Regions from separate parts of the Strix aluco genome. Here region 2 is linked to region 1. Evidence: chromatin contacts called from public Hi-C data. All regions are on one chromosome and are shown on one strand. The core of a region is the stretch at or near the end of the contact, and the rest is flanking DNA. Distances in the headings are between cores, read along the strand shown.

Region 1 (3,521 bases), core at 301-2,800:
GCCTCAAAATTCACCCATAAAGTATATCAAGATAAGCTTTCATGTAGGCAAGCCGGCCGGGACAAAGAATGTAAGTGATTTGAACCATGTCTAAGAACTTACCCTTGCAATCTTCGGTTTTTAGCTTCAGGAATATTTATAGTTAGTTTAGCTTTGAGACTAGTATCAGTGCAGTATGCATTTTACACCTCGTTATTTTGTCTGTTCTAGGGTCTACAAAGTCTAGTATTAGAAGCAGGCCCACAAGTCAGATTTCTCCCTCCCAGCATTGTACTTAACATATTTTTGAGATTTGTTATTCTCAGAAAAGTAAAGAAAAGTTTGAATGTTTTTAATACCAAAGGTGGCAAGGCTATTGGGAAAAAGTTAAAACAAACAAAACCCCACAAACCACAACATCCAATCTCCCTACATCTAATTTTAAAACTATGTTGAAAAGCTAAAAACAAGAAGTCAACCAAACCGAAAAGGTCTAGAGGGATAGCAGCTGGATGAGGCAGACTGTATATTTCACTGTTTCTGACTTCCACTCATATGGCTAATTGCTTATCACATAAAATAAAGTGCAATCCAGTTAACTTTCTGTTGGATTTATAAGTTTTCTGCGCCCATTACTTGTGCAAGACCCCTTCGTGGCTGCCAGACAAATCACTCCCAGGAGTGCCATGGAAAACCGATGCAAAGCGGGGCCAAAGCTAGATTCTCTTCCACTGTCAGGAAAAGGGGGTGAAAATATTTCGAGTGGCGACTAGTGCTCCTTGAGTGCTTATGGTGAAACCCCCAAGCACAACTTCAACTGTAGCCAGAGCCACGCAGCAGGGAAACTTCCCGGGACAGGGACCTTCCCGGGCAAGGACTGATCCCTCCCCAGCCCTGCCGTGCCGCCATGAAAAACACCCCTTCCTGCTCCCCCAACACACCCGGGCCGGCCCCGAAGAGACACCCCCTCCCAGCTCACCCTTCCGCCAGGCACGGCTGAGGACACGTTTCCCATCCCCTCCCTCCAGCACTCCCCCGCACGCCAAAACCACGGCCTCCCTCCCTCCCTCCCTCCGGCTGCCCCCAACTCCGCGCCCGCCCACCGCGGGCTCCGCGCCCCCGCTTCGGCGGGGCGGACCCCCGGGGCCCGGCGAGACGATACCAGGACCCCCCCCCGGACTAGGCCCCACCGGGAGCTGCCCCCTCCCCAGTCCCCGGCTCCCGGGGGAAGGAATGGGGCCAGCATACAGCGGAGAGGGAAGGGGGCTACCCCTCGCCCGCCTCTCCCCAGCGGCGGGGAGCGCCCCGCCAGCCACCTCGGCGTCAGGCTCCGCTCGCCGCTGCCGCCCCCCACCGCGTTCTGCCCCAGGCCCCTCCTCCCCGCGGGGCCTGCGCCCCACAGCCTCCCCACGGGGCGCGGGCTCCCCCCCACGACTCCACCGACTCACTTTCTCCTTCTTGTTTTTATTCGGCATGGCCGCCCCACGCGCCGCGGTCCGCAGAGGCGCAGCCCCCGGCGGCCCCGCTCCGCGCTGCGCCCGCCCCGCGCTGGCGCTGGCGCTGCCGCTCCCCCCGTCCTCGGCGGCGGCCTCAGCCCTCCCCCCTTCCTCCTCCGCCCCCCGCCCGCGGAGAGCGGGCCGCTGCCTCCCCATTGGCTACCCGCGTCACGTGACCGCCGTTCCGTTACGTCACCTTGTAGGCGGGGCTCGCGGCGGTTTCCCGCCCCTCAGCCCTACTGTCGTGCTCCCGAGCGGTGGCGGCCCCGGCCCCGGGACTCTCCCCGTTCCCCTTGGGCTGTGGGGCGGACCCCGGGGCTCCGGCTACGCCTCGGGGTGGGCCCCGCAGGCTGAGCTGTTCCGCCCCCGCGCCCAACGCCCGCCGCCTATTTGAGGGGAAGCGGTGGGGCGGACTGAGGTGTCCTCAGCGCTCTGGGCCTCCGGCGGGCTCTCCCTCAGCCGGTGGCGCCCTGTGGGATGTGAGAGGTCCCTGCAGCCCCAAGCCCGAGTTGCCTACCGGAGCCCGCGCTTGCGTGAGGGGTATGGGCTCCGCTGTTGTGGATGTAGGGAGAGGTGGGACCGCTGTGTGGGGTCCGGGAGCCTGTCGCTGGAGAGCGGCAAATGTTTAAGGAATCAAAAAATAAAATATAGGGCATATCTGAAGCATGCTGGCCCTCTCATACAAATCCAGTGTGGTCATCATCAGTTTGAGGACTTTAATATATGCGTGCAGTGTATGGATAAAGAAAAGGTGAGCTTCACATAGTTACAGTCTGATTTTATAAAAGTATCCCTTACTTGTTTTTAGGTGCAGATGTGTTTGGTTTTGTGATGCCCACCTGTACCAGAGATACTTTTTTCCAAACAAGTCTCTTTTCAATCTCTCAAAGCCAGAATATAAAAATCAGAACAATCTGCTTGGGCAAAAGAAGAAAGGTTCACCTACTTCATCTGGAAAATTTACATACTCTGTTTCTCACATGGCTGGATTAAGCTCCAAATTACTGTTAGCTAAGGAAGAAGCCCAGGAAATATTAATACTCATAATAATGCCAAGACATAAAGCATTTAAAATTTAGGTTGGATGTGCTTATTAAATACTAATTGTATTAGCATTCTGTATTATTGTATTAAATACAGAAAAATATACAGAATACAGAAAAAAATACCACCATAAAAGTGAAATTGATCTCTTGCCTTACCCAGCCTGTGAGTATCAAAGCCAGCGTGAGCAAGCATCTGTGCTCTCATTTTTAGGAACCAGGATTTCTCATAAACCACTTGTGTCTGATGTGATGATACCTAACAGCAGCTTGCAACATTATATTTGAACATTTCGCTTTTGCTGTGGAGAAAGGACAAAGAAACTTTCCCTTTTTCAGACACTGCAAAGAAGTCTACCTACTATGGAGAGCTGCTTCCTCTTGTTTCAGTCCCTTTCCTGCTTCTTAAGTGCTAGAAAACAAATTATGTCTCTTATCCTTTCCCTAATTTTCTCTGGTTTGAGGATTTAGAAATGAGGTGCAGTTATCACTACTGTGCTTCTGTGAAGAGCCAGTCATAAATGAGTTACTACTAATAAATGAGACTTCTGACCAACAGAACAACATGGATTTTGAACAAACTAAGAGAGAGTAAGGGAAAGAAATCTACCTCCATCTGTAGTGTGGAGTTTGATCAGTGTATGAAAGGGTTTGTACAGCTGAGGATAAACTCAAGAGCTTTCAGTTCTTGTTAGGTTTCAGTTTCATAGAAGCTTAAACTACTCTTAATTCCCAGCTGTTGTGTTCCTATCTCCCTCCTCTGCACTGATTCTGGTACTGATTCTGTGGCCATTTAAACCAGTTCATAGAATTGATCACGTGGAAAACTCTGCCCCCAAGGTGATGTGTTGTTTGGCGATTTTTTTTTTTTTTTTGCCTTGAACTGGCACATCACCACCTGCTTCTGTAAACACTAGTACTGGCTGAAGGAAGGGGGTGGAAATACGTGGTGGGGGCGGGATGTGACCTCAACAGCCTAGATTTAGATCAGTTTAAGCAGCTT
Region 2 (3,358 bases), core at 228-2,727, 260 kb before region 1:
GGCCATGTCGCAGCCCTGTTTCCTGCTAGCAGCCCTAGCAGGAATAGCAGGGTCAATGCCGTCACCCAGGCAGATTCATAACCTTCAGCAAACCAAACGCAGGAGAACTGCTAAATGACACAGGCCGAATACCAGATCCAGGACATACTGTCGTAAGTGCTCTGTTCAAAAAGAACTTTGTGATGATGATTAAGAGGAGGTATGTGTTACTGTTCACCTCCCTCACAGTCTCCTCACCCAAACTTCTGCCTCAGCTCAAACCAATCGTTTGACAACCCCTGCACCCCAGAACATGGGCCGAAAGCACCGGTACTGTCACCTTCTTTAAGAGAGGCACGCATTATCTACCCGTGCATCACCACTAAACCACTACGAAACAGCTCTTCCAAGCTGTTTTAGCGGCACGTGTAGTCAGACCGACATACTGACCGCAGCAGCTAGTATCTACGTTCAAACGCGGATTCTTCTAAACCACGCTGAAAGTTCTTCCAGCTGCGAGACTCAAGTCTACACCCCAAGGGCAGGTGTGACTGAGAAAGAAGGCAAAAACCCAAGATTTAAAAAATTACACACACACCCCCCGAGACCTGCCCGCGGCGGTGGATTTCATCACCAAGCGGGCGCCGCAGGCTCCCTCCCTCCCCAGCCCCCGCCTCGGTTACCTTCTGCGGGAGGAGCCGGGCGGCCGCCATGGCTTTGCCCTGCTGCATGGCGACCTGCTGGGCCACGCTCTGCAGCTGCTGGGCGGCGTTGTGCATGATGCTGGCCAGCGGCGGGGCGGCCCCACAGGCCTGCGGCGGCAGCGGGCCAGCGTCCCGGGGCGGCGGACACCCCCCGCCGCGGGAGGGCGGCGGCCCCGGGCAGGGCTCCAGCGGGGCGGCTGCCGGCGGCGGCTTCTGCTGCTCCTGGGCCTTGCTCACTTGCTCGATGACCCGCTGCAGCTCCGCGGGGGCCAGCGGCGTGGCGGCGTGCCGAGGCGGCGGGGGCGGCGGCTCCGCCGTGCCCAGCCCCGGGCTCTCGGCGGCGACCAGCAGCTGCTCCAGCAGCCGCCGCTGCTCCTCGGCGCTCAGCCCCGCGCCCTCCACCAGGCTCCCGTCCGCCTGCAGGTAGAGGACGGTGCCGGCCGCCGCCGCACCGGTTTCCAGGGCGGCCAGGCTCTGCACCAGCTCCTCCGTCACCGCCAGCAGCTCCGGGCCCTCCGCGGGGGGCGGCGGGTCGGCGGGCCCCACCGCGCCCCCGCCTTTCGCCGCCGCCGGGGCGGCCCTGCCCGCCGCCACGCTGAGGGGAACCCCGCAGGCGGCGGCAGCCGCCCCTCCGGGGGGCTCGTCTTCAGCGGGAGGAGGGGGCGGCGGCGCCTCGGCGCCCCCCTCCTCAGGAGCCGCCATCTTGGCAGGCGTCAGCAGGCGGGAGCCGCATCGGCCCCCCCCGGGAGGTCTCGGAGGCGCGGGGCGAAGCGAGGGGCACCGGCGGCACGCGGGCCAATGGCGCCCCCGGCAGCGGCCCGCCGCGCCCCTGGGGCGGGGCCGCCCAGCACCGACGGCGGCCGCGCGGGGGCAAAAAGCTGCGGCGGTGCGGCGGCCGGAGCGCGCGGCCCCGGGACCCACGCGCGGCATCCACCGGGTGGAGGGAGCTCACGCGAGGGGGGTCCCTCTCTCGGGGAAAAGCCCGGGCTCCGCGGCGCGCCTCGCTCCCTGGGGGGGGACTTCACCCGCCCGCGGGGCGCGAGGCCGAGCAGCAAGGTGCGCGCGAGCGTGTGCCACGCGTGAAGCAGCACCCCCACGCAAGAAAAGGTGCCCGCAGGGGTGACCCGCGCACGCCGCAGCCCCGCCGGCGTGGCAGCCGCCCTCGCAGGGCCAGGGACGGCCACGCCGCGGGGGCGGGCCCGGGCTGCGGCCGCGCTCGCGGAGCGCCCCCCACCCCGCCGCGTCCTTGCGCAGCGGCAGCGCCGCGCGGCCCGGGAGCCGCTGGGACAAACCCGGCAGCACGGAAGAAGAAAAAGACTTGTGTGGCCCGTACGGGGATCGAACCCGCGACCTTGGCGTTATTAGCACCACGCTCTAACCAACTGAGCTAACCGGCCCGCTGGCGAAGCTTTTTCCTATGGGGTTCTATAACGGTCCGATGGGACTGGCGGAAAGAGGGGAATACGCGGAGCGGGGGAGCCCCTCGGGAGCGGCGCGGTCTGGTCCGCACAAGTGGGAACAGAGGCTCGACCGATCAGCGCACCCCGAAAGCGCTCTGCCCGCCTGCAGAGATGTGGCGCCGGGGGGGTAACAACCAACACGGGACACGTTCGTGGGGTGACTTCACCTCGAAGTCAGCAGGCTGACTTCCCCAGGTTTTCTAGGATATAATTCAAGTTTCATTTAATGAAACAAAATGCTGATTTTGGGCATTTATTTCAAAGCATTTACTCTTCTGGCTGTTTAATGCGCTGTTAGGATCCGGGTTTGCATGGACGGATGATTCACCCTTTCCTAGTATTTTGCTTTTTACTACACGCACCGCATTTAAAAGACAACTTTTCTTCCCAGCTTTGAAGCCTACGTTAAAACACATTACGTCCGTTTAGCAAAAGGCAAACACTATGAAGCGAGGGTGAGGACACCTCTCCAAAAGGCAGGTTTTCGGAGGCCGGCTCACTACCGCTCGGTGAGGAGAACAGGGTCAACGGGGAGCGAGGCCGTGGCCCAGGTCTTCGTCTCTCCATTTCCTCCTCCTGCAAGTTGGGAGCTGCAGACGCGCGCGGCGCTCTCTACAGCCCGACGTGGAGCCCGCCGAGCTCACGCCTGCAGTGGCACACGGAAACCACCAGGGACCAGGAGATCACCACAGATGAACTCGAGCCCGCCGGAGCGCAGCCCAGACCAAGCGCCCGCACCGGCCGCCTGCGTCCAAGCGGCGGACACAAGCCAAGGCCACCGGTGCCGCTGCCGGACTGACGGAGCGCTCATCGGCTTGGACCGAGGGGCGCACGCATCAACCCCCCACCAACCCCAGGCTCAACGCCACCGTCTGAGGGAAGGCAGGAAGAATCGCTCCGCACAAACCAAGCCACGCGCGGAGGTACGAAGGGCGAACGCGCCAGGCCGCCTCGCAACCCCTCCGCCCCTTCACCCGCCCTCCGCCTCAGCGGGCAGTGCCGCGGAACGGCCCCCCCGCGCCGAGGGGCGCGGCGCATGCGCAGTGCTCCCAGCGCACAAGAGGAGAGCAAGGAAGGCGGCCGGCCCTGCGTGTGCCCACTGCGCGTGCGCCCTACCCCGCCCCGCGGCTGCACTGCGCCTGCGGGGCCCGGCGCGTGGGCGTGAAGGGACGTGACGTGCGTGATGGGGGCGGGGCTGGAGGGGAGCTGGAGTCT

Evidence for each region. A called contact is a pair of places that touch in the nucleus more often than the background predicts.
Region 2: a Hi-C map of brain shows a contact between it and region 1, with 9 times the contacts expected there. The contact joins the promoter of ZNF839 here to the promoter of PPP2R5C in region 1. A contact is called at or near these places in 2 of 2 Hi-C or Micro-C datasets (brain and heart).

What each region holds. Positions count from the first base shown.
Region 1 is chr4:119,255,308-119,258,828 of bStrAlu1.hap1, reverse strand. PPP2R5C (protein phosphatase 2 regulatory subunit B'gamma) reads right to left here and starts at 1,550. Exons shown (of 15, transcript XM_074825121.1): 1 at 1,428-1,550. The coding sequence starts at 1,454.
Region 2 is chr4:119,516,402-119,519,759 of bStrAlu1.hap1, reverse strand. It overlaps ZNF839 (zinc finger protein 839), which reads right to left and starts at 1,477. Exons shown (of 8, transcript XM_074825143.1): 1 at 663-1,477. The coding sequence starts at 1,385. TRNAI-AAU (transfer RNA isoleucine (anticodon AAU)) reads right to left here and starts at 2,080; the gene lies at 2,007-2,080. MOK (MOK protein kinase) reads left to right here and starts at 3,076. Exons shown (of 12, transcript XM_074825136.1): 1 at 3,076-3,358.